Linked DNA regions of Lactuca sativa: region 2 is linked to region 1. Evidence: chromatin contacts called from public Hi-C data. All regions are on one chromosome and are shown on one strand. The core of a region is the stretch at or near the end of the contact, and the rest is flanking DNA. Distances in the headings are between cores, read along the strand shown.

Region 1 (6,971 bases), core at 3,789-6,288:
CTTAGGAGTGTTAGAATGCTCAAAACCCAACAGATATCACGGAGTTCGTGAGTATTTTGGGGTGCGAGCCCCTGAATGATATGATTTCTAGAGCTTGAGAGCGGGAGATCGATTTGGAGCACCTCGGGAAGAGGGGTGAGACCAGGTGTCTATATTGGAGGGTCTTGGGGAGAGACCCAAGACTTCTGATCAGCTTTGAGAGGCCAGGACGGTCAGAGTCAGTGCAGCACGTGCGGGAAACTGCACTATGGGATTTGTCATTCTAGAGGTTTAGGCTGCTACAAGTGTGGCAGGATTGGTCATGTTAGCAGGGATTGTCCTCAGGGGTAAGCCCGTTATGTTTTCTCTGTGATCAGGTGGGCCACAGGAAGGCCGATTTTATGATGTTGAGGGGAGGAGCAGTGAATGTGCCTGCTCCGGCTACCTTGAGGATCACCGATAGACGAGAGGGTAGAGTAGGAGCCCCAAAGCAGATGAGCCAGCCATTGCAGTGTGAGACAAGGGAGGTTAGGACAACAGACGACATTGAGAGTATGTTATCTTTTGCTTTTTTCATGGTTTTTATCAGTATTTATGTTGTTTTGTAATCTTGCATCAGTTTGGGTAAGTATACCTTTGGTTTATTTCTCTGCTTATGTTTGGATTATATCTTCAGGAAATGTTATATTCCAATTGCATGCTATGAATCGTTAGTGGATTAGTAAGGGTTGCATATTGTATCGCAGGTTTCAAGTGTTTGGTTATTATTCTGGTTTTGGTCGGGATCGGATCAGGAGCATTGTGTGGAAATCCTATGGTCAGGGTTCAGCATGATGATTCTCCAACATTTTTAGGATTCGGTCGTTTTAGAATTATGTTGGGTTGGTTTTTGGAAATGACAAAGGAAGTGGTCTATTGCTGAGGTTTTGGTCTGAGCATATGTTCTTTGGACTTCGGGGATTATGTGCGGTATCCTTTTATAGTATCCAGGGTTATTAGTGCTGCCGGGATTCGGGAAGTGTTCAGATGCTCTTCGGGGGTTGTGCAGTCTTTTAAGTTTGGCTAGTAATGGATCACTAGCATTAGGAAGCGCAGGTTGTCAGCAGATTGATCATTAGAGGGTTAGAGGGATTGGGAATCCTTCAAATATTGTGTGTTTTAAGAGCTTAGTTGAATCAAAGTAGGGGAGAATCTAGGATGAGTTTCGTATGCCCGTTGGGGGAGGAAGGAGACCTAAGTGGTCGTCCGGATTGAGGATAGTATGGATGGGAGTTTGGAAAAATTCCCATTGTTGGGTTCATGTCTTCTTGGTGTCGGAAAGCAAACTTTAAGGGACCTAGGTTGGGGTTCCAGGCATGAATCAAGTTCAGCTTGAGTGTTTGGTCGAGTGCATACTTGACTTCGGATGTGTTCGGGTTGATAGATTAGTGGTAAGACCATGGGTGATGACTGTGGCAAGTGGGAGTGTTGTAAGACTGCGAGGTGGCCTGTAGCATTCATGACTAGTTCGCAGATAGTGTAGGAGTGTTGTAAGACTGCGAAGTGACACATAGCATTCACTTGGGTTTGGTTGTGTGGGAGTGTTGTAAGACCGTGGGGTGGCCTTTAGCATTCACTGGTCCCTGTGCAGTGGTGAGAGTGTGGCAAATTTATGATTTGCTCGCGGTTTTCTTCAGATGGTTTAGGCTAGGGTGGGTCAGTTCGCAAGGTTGTGGGAGGACCACAACATGTTCGGAATCAGAAAATGGTAGGTCGAGAGAGACCAGGTAAGATGTAAGACTACAGTTGGTCTAGTAGCGTTCGGTTTAGTATTGGAATTGGTGACGAGATGGTTCATGTAGTTATTGTCAGTTAGGTTTTCTTTCGGAAGTCGTGTGGGGCGACTGTGTGAGTGTCCTTTGACTCAGCAGCCAGGCGGAAATCCGGTATTTTAGATAGTTGGCAGACAAGTTGGGACCAACCATGAGGCAATGTGGTGCTTCGGGCAGTAGTTGTGATTTGAGGTTTCATATGGGAGTGGGGTAACTTGTTGATTTGGAAATGCTAAGTCACTCGCATTGGGATTAAATAATCTCAGAGCATTGATTTGACCCTATTGCGCAGCTCTCGTCTGAGTCTAACCGTTGCAGGGATGAATATTCTAGTTGAAAGATTATCTGAGCCTTCTGTCGAGTATAAGTGTTTTGTAGCTGTATATGGTCAGTGATGTTGTTCCCTTTAAAGCATCAAGGTGATCGGGGTATTGAAAGCATGTTGTTTGGTATGAAATTCTATGAGGTTGGCATGGTAGCGGTTCAGTGTGGGAGGTCTGTCACGGAGTCATGCCATCTAAGATTCTAGGTTTCGGATTTGAGGTGAGGTAGGATTGGTTTTCTATAAGGGATTGAGGATTCATTCTTTATTGGTTTTGAAGAACTATGCTAATGATGGTTCTAGTATATTTAGAAAGGCCGTTGTATGACAGGGTTGTGGTTGTGTTCTTCAAGCTGTATAGCGTGCCTGGATATGGTAAGAAATTATTTCAAGGACGAAATCTAATTTAAGTGGGGGAGAGTTGTAAGGCTCGAAATCTTGAGGAGAATTTATTGATAATAAAGCTTATTTTGAGTTGGACACAAAGTGTTTAGGATGGAAGAATCATGGGGACTAAATAAACCAACACGACGTGTTGAGGTGCCTCAACTCAGCGTGTTGGCATCTGGTAAGGAAACCCTAATTTTTAGGGTGTTGCACCCTATTTAAAGGCCTTAAGTTCCTTTGTTTGGCCTCCTTATCTGCCTCCATTGTTATCAAACCATGAAACAACTTGTAGCCTCCATTGTCAAGCATTTGAGCCTTGGAAGGAAGTTTGGTGTTCATTTTTTGTATTGTGAAAGAGTTAGAAGATCTTGAAGTTTCTAAGCTTTGAGAAGGAAGTCTTGGATCCAGAATCACTACTTATTTTGCAAGGAGTTTGACGTATAAGTTCTTATCTTGATTGCTAGATGCTTAGATCTCTCTTTTGGGTTAAATTGTTATGTTTTAGCCATGGATTGGATGAATGTTGGGATTAGGACGTCCCAAAGCCTTGTTCTTCCAGATATGGGGTTCTCATGGACTCTTTTGGCATAAAGGTGCCAACTTTATGGATTTAAGGGCTTCATGCATTCATTAATCAGAGTACCTTTTTTTAATAAAAATGTTGCGGAATTTGTTCCTAGTAAAACATGATAAATATGTTATCAAAACATTTATGAAGAAATGTATTTTTATTCATTTTAAAACATTTGAGATGTCATCGTCAATACATGAACATAACCATAAACAGAACTTACACTCATTATCACTAGTGATTTATATCTCCTTAATTTGTTGGTGTAATGTAACTTCATATCGACACATGTGATATAAATAAACTGAGTGGGTCAGGTTGGGAAACCTGGTGAGTACATCGGGTTTTCAACCCACAATAATATAATTATTATGTTTAAACAATCAAACAATCAACCCAATTACCCGTCCCCATTATCTTCTTTATTCTTAAGAATCTACCCTAAGAATCAGCTATCTCAAGTTCATTCATTCCTAAGGATCATCCTAAGGAATTGACATGAAATCCATCGTTTCCATGGTTTACTCAACGGACACTAAGTCTGCATAGTCGCCAGGGTTTAGGCATCAAGTCTGCATGGTCGCCAGGGTTTAGGCATCAAGTCTGCATGATCACCAGAGTTTAGACATCAAGGAATCTGCCCCTTGGACTCCTTGGACCCCGCTCTTAGGGGCGCTACCCCCAGACCTCCATTCATTCAGGGACTTCACCCCCAAATGATAGTGTACTTTGAAACTTGATCAAACTTAAACAAATATGTACTCTACATCTTCATTACTTGTTTAATATTTATCTAGATCACTTTTTGTTAACAAATTAATGACATGACACTTAACATTAATGATAACAAATCACCAACAATGATAATATAGTAGTTTTTACAAACATAATACTTGAGCTATTAACTTCTCATAAATAAAGGCCAAATCGTTGCGAAAAATAAAAATAAAAAATAAATTACGCATCAAAAGTAAACATGATCCTTTGTTGGACAAAATAAAAAGATGACATTAGTACAAGGACCAAAAACATAATTTACTCAGTATTTTATTTAGAAATTTAGATTTCAACTAGGGACCGTTCGCCTACCAATTTAGAAATTTAGGCCTCTGAATCTTTTACCAAATTATGTTGCTTTTCTTAAAAGAGATTCTAATTCCTTTAAATAGAAAGAGCACCAAGTCCTTACAATCATGTAAAAGTTTTTACAAAGTCTATTTTAGATTACTCTTATATCCTAAAACATAATAAAACGAATAAAAAGGGAAAAATAGATCAAAAGATCCAAAAAAATTCTAAAATGTGTACAAATATACTACGGAATCTAGACGGTCTCCTAGTAAACTTGTCCGGTGGCGACACTTTACTGATTTACTCCTCCCATTTCACAAGTTTCATTTTCTTATTTTATCTATTTATTTATTTATTTTTGTTTTCTAGTCATCTCTATTTTTACTTATATAACTAATAAACTCCAAAACAATCAAAAACTAATTACTTATTAATTCTACTAATAAAACATATCTAGTTATCAAAAAAGTCATGTTTTAAAATTCTTCAACTATTTTTTTTTTCCGAACAATCGTTTACAAATAAAAGTTACAACTTCTACTAATCATCAACTTCCAGCTTATAACTACCAATCACCAACTTCCAGCTAGTTTTATCGAATACGTCTATAAACTCAACATATTGAAACATAAGTTGTAACATAATTGAAATTCAGGGGCCATCAACAATGACAACAAGAACTTAATTGAGTAGATAGATGTATATGTATGTAGCATAACCCTAATGATTTAAAAGACATAGTTATGTGAAGAAAAAAAGCATGTAGAATTGAGGAAACTTGAAAAAAAAAATGTTTGAAAAGAAGACGCGGAAACTTGGTGGTGTCACTTGTGGATCGTTAATGGAACCCGCAAGCATGACTCGAGTTGCCAACTCAGCAAACGAAAACTAATATCAGCGTTGATTCTACGCACCGCCCCCCCAATTTTTCCAAATTTCATCTTTACGTAATTGGAATTTGGAATTCAATCTTATTTTTGATTTTAGTCTCTATCAATACCCCTCATCCGCTCATCTTTATTCTCATTTTGTGGTTTACCTTCTCAATCCACACAACAAATACACACTTCATTTCTTCATTTTTCATCTGGGGTTTGGTTCGTTTTCAAGATCACTCATGTCGTTCAGATTCAGAGGAGGGGTATGCACAAATTCTCTTGCTTTAGTTCTTGTTTTTGTTAATCAATAATGGAATCAACTTCGGAAGCTAGGGTTTTCTTTTCTGTCTTTGAATTCTTGGAATTATAGGTTTCTTTTTTCGCTGTTCCCGTGCTTGAGATCTGTAGACGATCGATTACAGTTAATCAGTAGCAATTACAGCTTTATTCTGTTCTAAATTACTACCTAATTTTGCTACTTTCTGTAAGATTGAAGAACTTGGTTATGTTCGTAAAGGGGATCCTGTGTAAAGTTGTTTAAAGTGCTTGTTTGGTGTTTATTTGGAACTATTGATTTCTATTCTAGTTATGATTTCTAGAACTATTGATCCTACGAAATCTTACACAAAAAAAAATATTTGATTCATAGGCAAATGCTTCATCTGGAATGGGAGTTGCTGATCACTGTAAAGGTACCTTCTTGGAACTGCAAAGAAAGAAGGCTCACCGTTATGTGATCTTCAAGATTGATGACAAGAAAAACGAAGTTGTTGTTGAGAAAACTGGAAGTCCTGCTGAAAGCTATGACGATTTTACATTAGCTTTGCCTGAGAATGATTGCAGATACGCGATTTATGACTATGACTTTGTCACCTCTGAGAACTGTCAAAAGAGCAAGATTTTCTTCATCGCTTGGTTAGCTTTCTATCTCTTTTGATCTATTCGTTTCTAGCATACTTGATTATCTTTTTGTGTACTTAAATGGATATTATGGTGTTTGATTTGACTTTTTTCAGGTCACCTGCATCCTCTAGGATTCGAGCCAAGATGTTGTATGCAACATCAAAAGACAGGTTGAGACACGAGTTGGATGGTGTTCATTATGAGATTCAAGCAACCGACCCTACAGAAATGGAGCTTGATGTGCTCAAGGAACGCGTATACTGATTGGTTAGCTTTCTTCAACTTGTGTTTCAAATAAATGGCACCTGCCCTACAACAACACAAAATCAACCAATCTTGTACCCGTCCTCCCATTATTTCTACTTTATGCAAATTGTCATGTATCTAGTTACGTATGTAGTTGATCATCTTCTTGATACTATTATATTGTTATATGCAAATATAAACGAATCTATGCCACACCCCTGTATGGGTGAACTCTCAATGGACAAAAGGTGTCTATTCATATCGTTCTTCAAAGATGATATTCTTTAAAGAAAACACGAGACTTTATGAAGAGCAGAAGTACAATTTAAACATAAAACAAATAGACATAATCATTAAGGCATGATACATGAAACAACTTTAGGTTGCTGCCACCTTGGATACATCTTCTGGCTTTACCGCATCATAATCATCCTCATTTTCACCCGACATCTCCTCAAGTGATTTCCCTTTAGCTTCGGGGACCAAAAGTGTAAAAAGAACACCCAAAAAGTTAACAACACCCAACACAATAAGCGCGTTCTTAACACCAATACCCGGAGAATACCCGACATCGGGTTTCTTTTTATCTTGAGCCAAATATAAAAACCCGAAAGCACCAACAATCGCCCCGAGCTTTCCTGATGCGGCCGATATCCCATGACAAGTTGACCGCAACCGGGCCGGGAAAATCTCGGCAGGTACGATAAACGTGGTGGCATTCGGGCCAAAATTGGCGAAAAAGAAAGTCAAAGAGTACATCACCACAAACCCGATTCGGTTTTCGTGTTCTTTCCAATGATTGT
Region 2 (6,695 bases), core at 2,335-4,834, 130 kb before region 1:
TTTAATCAATTGCAAAAAAAAGAAAGGGAAAATGACACAAATGTCCTACGGACTTTTTAGGGTTAACCTGTTGAGTTCCTAAGTTATTTTTGTGGCTTTATTAGGGAACAAAATAGTGGATAACCTATCCTTTTAGTACATTCACCTGTGCTCCCCGGTTTATTGACACATAGACAAAACATGTCTTTATGATAGGTTGCGATGCAGGGGATCAATATTAGGAAGCAAAAGTCAAAGAAATCACGGTACCTTCTTCTTCCCACAATTAAACTGGTAAATTAAAGCCTCCACCATCTCCGACAAAGAGAAACAATTTTTCACGATCTTCATCATCATCAAACGATCTTGAATTGGCAACTATTAGATAAGTAGTCTTAATTATATTCAAATGTTTATGTGGTATTTATCTTGTATTTGTTACTCCTTTGTCATATGAGATTTGTTTGTATTATTTATATAAATACAACTCTCACACACATAATTAATGTGTGGTTGATTCAATCTTAGTTTATATGGTATCATCCTAGTCTTTCCTCCCTCATTCCTTCCTAAGCCCTAAACTTCTGCCGATCTTATTATATTCTTCCTAGGATATGTTAATGGCGACGTCTACATATGCCACTTTCACTATGAGCACGTTGTTGTATATGATACCGATTAAACTCTCTTCTTCTAATTATTTAATGTGACAAAATTAGATGTTGCCCTTGTTTTCAAAATAGTATGTCAGGGTATCCTAGAAATCAAGCCATAAAAATCATTAATTATTACAAAGTGTTTTCAAAATAGTATGTCAGAGTATCCCAGAAATCAAAATCATAAAATGTAAGGAGCTGTACGATCACGCATTCGCCTTCCCATGATCATCCGAAGTACCTGAAACAAAAACTGAAACTATAAGCCTGAGCTTAGTGAGTTCCCCTAAAATACTGATACATAACAAATAGCACACATAATAACAACATGTAATGGGTCCACAACTTTATAGACTAGATTACCCCTGAGCCCGCAATATGAGTCTGGCTTGCCTTACAGGCCCACAGCTCATATATGGCTTGCTCCCTCAGTCCTAGGACTGTAACGAAACGATTAGCCCTCAGTGCGAGTCTGGTATGCTCTCCTGGCCCTCAACTAGCATCTGGAATGCTTAGGAGTCCTCAGTATGAGTCTGACATGCCCTCCCTGGCCCTCGGCACACATTTGGCATACTCTAGGGTTTGTTGGTCACCGCACGGAGTAATGAAACCTCAACCCTACCCATATAACATGTCGACGTGTAACAGATAATGTTCGTACAAAAATCACATAGTATCACAGGTAGTCCTACAGATCTACCAGGTTAGCATACCGAACTAACATGCATATCTAACTCATACTCAACATATCAATAACTACTAGGATATCAATCCAATGGGCCGACCTTGGTGCCTTAGACCCCTTAGTATAGTGAGGATAACTCACCTTACAAATGTCGAACTATAGTGATAAGGTCAAACTCTCGAATCACAACCACGGACTCCACCACCTATATTCACCATAAAACCACTTCCATAAATTCCCAATTTACTAAAATACCCCCATAAGTCAAATTGGTTAACCCTTGGTCAAAGTCAAAGTCAACGGTTAAGGTCAACAGTCCATGTTGACCCAACTCATCGAGTGCAGCTCATTAACTCATCGAGTCCTTCCAAAACTCGAGAAATCATGAAAACCCTACTTGACTCGCCGAGTTTCCAGACAACTCGTCAAGTCCATGCGTGTCCAAAAGTCGGGAAAAATCCTAACTGACTCGTCGTGTCATCTCACTGACTCGCCGAGTCCATGCAGAAACTATCAACAACCAATCTTCATCAGACTCGTCGAGTTGACCATGCAACTCGTCGAGTCCCTTCAGTCCATTTCTCATAAAGATGTTTTTTCATGAAACCAAAGCTCCAAGTTGTAGATCTAGGCTTCTAGGGTGTGATTATCACGTAAAGTTGCTAACTTTACATGCATGCAAAGCTCCATGAAGCTAAAACACTCATAAATAGCCTTAGAAAAAGGTTTTGGAGATGAAGGAGAGCCAAAGCCTCATAAAGCTTGAGGGTTTATGTCCATAGGGGCCTAGAGGAGTCCAGATCTGAAACTATGCCCTTGTGACAAGCTCAAATCCGAAAGTAACTCCATTTTTGCACCAAAATGCCCATATTCTCACTTAAGGAGGGATCTAATAAATGGAAGACCAAGGTTGGGGCTTTTTACCTTTAAATGCAAGCCAAGACAATGTAGATACTGGATCTACCCTCTTCTTCTACTTCCAAGCTTCTAAAACTCCAAGCTTTTTCAATCAAAAGCACCAAAAACACACTTTAGCCTCTCAAACACTCAAGAACAAAGTTGGACTGATTAGGGTTTCTTCTAGCCGTCAAAAGGTGGTAAGGGGGCTGGAGAAAAGGACTTAAGGTCCTTTAAATAGGGTGCAAACCCGAAAATTTAGGGTTTCCATGCATAGCCTCTATTTGTCGAGTCGGGGTCCTCCGACTCGTCGAGTAGGAGTCAAAAACCACACGGGATGACTAGGTTCGACACGACGAGTTGGGGCCTCCAACTCGTCGAGTTCCTTAAATAAAATGAATAAAAAGCTTTTTGTGTGATTTAACCCCCAATAAGAAAAACCATTTTACACTATACATTGTTTACTCGTCTTTTACTTTTCCTTCAGACACTCCAGTTTTTCTCGTAAGCGGATCTTGTTGACACCACACTAGCCTTATGGGTTTTCCTCTCAACTTAAAGTGATTTAACTGTGATAACAATCAGACCACAATTGGTGATGTGGCAAGTTTGGTCAACAAAGAAAAAAGTGAAATTGGTCAACAAATGTCAATGTGGCAAAAAGGTAGCTGGATGCCCCTTCACTTTGGCCAAAATGACGTAATCGGCCCAACAAAAACGACTTCATTCCCTCATAAAGCCATAAAAATAATTTAGAGACTCAATCGGTCAACTCTATAATGTTTGTATGTCATATGTGTCATTTTCCCCAAGAAAAGAAGAAAAAAAAATCAATTTTTAAAATCCATCAATTGGTTAACCAATCTTTTCTCTTCTTAAATTGATATTAAAAAAAAAAAGTAGATATAAATCAAAATATGATCGCATATATTGATAAAAAAAAATTCCAAGCTCTAATACAAATTTATAAAGAAAAAAAATCACAAATCTTGTCACTTTATCCAAATTCATTCCATATCTCAACGCAAGCGAAAAAAATAAATATATTAAGTTGTCTTTAACTTGGTTCACTAAAAAATTATAACCATATATACGTAGGTGTGATTAAACTCGAGTACGTTTAGAAAATGAGAAGCCGAAGCTTTGGTGCAAAACTGCAAATAAAGACATCTAGCCGCTAGTTTCTCTGTTATTGTTACCAAAACCAGCATCTACAACACCTCTTCTTAATTGTGTGTCAAGCAATGAGACCTTCCAAGTCATCATGCATGCCGCAACTTGGCTAAATCTTTCTACGACCACCTCCATATGTGTCCATCTCTCATCCACTCTCCTCTTCTTTAAATTCCATTTCCATCCTACCACTCCACCACCATCCACAGTCTACTACACTACCATGGCTAACATTTCAATCCTCTCTCTTTCTCTAAGCTTCCTTTTAGTCTTCCATGGCTGTCTTGCTTTACGCCCTTTCCAGCAGCAGCAGCAGCAAAACCAGTGCCAGATTCAAAGAATCAATGCTCTTCAACCCAATGAACGAGTTCAAGCTGAAGCTGGGTGGACTGACTTCTTTGATTCCAGCAACCAGCAGTTCCTGTGTGCCGGAGTGGAGGTCATCCGCCACCATATCCAACCACAAGGACTTCTTTTACCTTCTTACGTAAACACTCCCCTCATGGTCTACATTCTACAAGGTAACTAACTCGGTTTAATTAAATTTCTAACTTTTTTATTTGTACTTATGGGGGTTTAATTTGTTTTTTTTTGTTCTAGGGAGGGGTTATCAAGGAACTATGTTACCTGGGTGTCCGGAGACATTCCAGTCGTCGCAACAACTTCAGGAGGGAAGTGGATCGTTCCAAGATCGCCACCAGAAGATCCGCCATTTCCAGCAAGGTGATGTGGTGGTTTTCCCCGCCGGAGCTGCTCACTGGATGTACAACGACGGACAAGAGGAAGTTATTGCTGTTGCTTTGCTCGACTCCACTAACTCAGCAAACCAGCTTGACCAGTTCCACAGAGTACGTATATCTTAAAAAACCTTAAAACTCTTCCATTTTTTTAGACCCCTACACCCATATATTAAACATGGTTCATGCAGAGATTCTTCCTTGCTGGAAACCCACAACAAGGACAACAACAACAACAAGGAGGAGGAGGAAAATCATGGGGGAGGAGTCAGAAAGGACAGTCACAGGAGGAGGGTTCCGGCAACATTTTCCGTGGGTTCGATCTTGAAATGCTTGCAGAGGTATTCAATGTCGACCAAGAGACAGCTGAGAAACTTCAAAGTCCAGATGACACCAGGGGTCACATTGTGAAGGTGGAAAGAGGACTTCAAGTTATCAGGCCACCAATGAAGAGTGAACAACAAGAACAAAGAGGCCGTGGAGGTGCCGCAAATGGTTTCGAAGAGACCATTTGCTCAGCGAAGATGACACACAACATCGACGATCCTTCACGTGCAGATTTCTATAACCCACAAGCTGGATGGTGCAACAATCTCAACAGTTTCAAACTCCCCATCCTCCAAATGCTTCAACTCAGTGCCGAAAGGGGAGTTCTTCGCAGGGTTAGTAGCAACTGCTTATATATTCACCAAAAATCATATATCTTATCATTAATGATCTTATTCGTGATATATGGGTGTAGAATGCTATAGTGTCGCCACACTGGTTGATGAATGCACACAGCATAATCTACGTGACAAAGGGAGACATGGGGATGCAGATAGTGAACCACGAGGGACAAACAGTGTTCGACGACCAGATCCAGGAAGGGCAGCTAGTGGTGGTGCCACAGAACTTTGCGGTGGTGCAAAAGGCAGGCGAACAAGGGTGCCAATGGATAGCTTTCAGGACCAATGACAACGCCATGATCAACACCTTGGCGGGTCATACTTCTGCTCTAAGGGCTATGCCGGTGAATGTGATTGCAAGCGCATACCAGATGACGCCGGAACAAGCATGGAGCTTGAAGTTTAACAGGAAGGAGACGGTGATGTTCAGCCCGACGTCGAGGTCTACTGGGAGGTCTATTGCTGCTTAAGCTCTTGGTGTAGAAGAGTGCGGCCGGTTGTATGTTTCTTTAGGGTTTCGATATATATGGAATAAGGAGAGATGTAAGGTGGTTTATAGTTTTTAAGGACTTAAATTCCATCCATCGATGTAAGAAAGTAATAATAAAGAGTTTTTTTTTATGGTATTGAATAGATTATCATATTGTCGCCTACGGTTATCGAGTTTATTTCCCAGTACAAGCTGTTCTTGAAAATCATTCCTAAAATCTTATTTTAATATTTAACGAACAGTTTTAAGAGCGACAAGATGGATTCTGTCATTTTAGTATTTTACGAAAATATCGAATGCGAATCTACGCTAAGTATTCATTTTACAGAATACATGTTATTTTACGAAAATATCGAATGCGAATCTACGCTAAGTATTCATTTTACAGAATACATGTCATATAAAATATACTGGAACATTTTTTTTTACAGAACATTTGATATTCGGTAAAATGAATATCAAATGCGGAGCTACAAGATGAATTCTCTTTGTATCAAAATATTTACTTTTTTTTTGAAATATTATCATGTAAAAACGACAAAATTGCAAAAATGGTTCATTCGATTTGTCAAAAATACGGGTTTTGGTCCAAAAAAAATTGGCGGTGTACCAATGGTCCAATTTTGGATACTTTTAGTGTTTTTGGTCCCTATCAACTTAAAAAGACTATCATGCCCTTATATTTATTTTTGTTATTTTTATATTTCATCAAATATTTTTAATTACTTAAAAATGAGAAAAGTCCCACCCACCATATTTTTTTCCCTTCCTCCGTCTACAGCCTTCATACAAAGACCCTCGAACATCATCGACGTCGTCTGCAGAAGCCTTCCACCGCCGACGATCTCCCGGTTTTTGTTATACTCGTTTTTGTTGCATTATCGCTACCAAAGAACAGATCCGATTAACAACCCTTCAAATTCAACTTCTTAAGATTGCTCACAGCTGGAAATCACGAGATATCGAAGCGATGTTTGTTAGTACAGGTCGTTGCCCTTCGGTGATTTTCTGCTGAAGATGATGGATTGTGGGTGTCCGGTTCAGTTCTAAAGGCAAGTTTTGGGTATCGATGATTTCGTTGACCAGTTGCGTGCTCTTCACCTTCATCTCCTTTGGGTGTCGAAGAATCAACCTCAATAAGGATTTGTTAGAGGCAATGGATGTGGATTGAGCCCCGATGATCTTTTAATCAATTTTATTTGTAATCAATTTTGGGTTTTATGAGCTTTAATTGTGCAATGTTATAACTTCACCGTTCTCTACTTTAACAATTCGAGTTACAAGGGAGTCGATTGGGTATCGTTGGGTCAAATTACATTGGGTTGAAGATCACATACCCGACCGATTGTTTTGGGTTCAATAAGTTCTAAAGCAAATCCATGGATGCTACTGAACCTGAATAGCTCACAG

Evidence for each region. Hi-C and Micro-C count contacts between places; a contact is called where the count stands out from the background.
Region 2: a contact with region 1 is called in a Hi-C map of leaf, with 6 times the contacts expected there. The contact joins the promoter of LOC111881177 here to the promoter of LOC111881179 in region 1. A contact is called at or near these places in 2 of 4 Hi-C or Micro-C datasets (both in leaf).

The regions. Positions count from the first base shown.
Region 1 is chr9:11,551,728-11,558,698 of Lsat_Salinas_v11, reverse strand. LOC111881179 (actin-depolymerizing factor) reads left to right here and starts at 5,038. Exons shown (of 3, transcript XM_023877573.3): 1 at 5,038-5,282; 2 at 5,669-5,934; 3 at 6,036-6,427. The coding sequence starts at 5,259. The coding sequence ends at 6,186. It overlaps LOC111881178 (inorganic phosphate transporter 1-4), which reads right to left. Exons shown (of 1, transcript XM_023877572.2): 1 at 6,532-6,971. The coding sequence ends at 6,547.
Region 2 is chr9:11,682,892-11,689,586 of Lsat_Salinas_v11, reverse strand. It overlaps LOC111881177 (11S globulin seed storage protein Jug r 4), which reads left to right and starts at 3,584. Exons shown (of 4, transcript XM_023877571.1): 1 at 3,584-3,911; 2 at 3,991-4,238; 3 at 4,319-4,789; 4 at 4,870-5,421. The coding sequence starts at 3,614. The coding sequence ends at 5,265.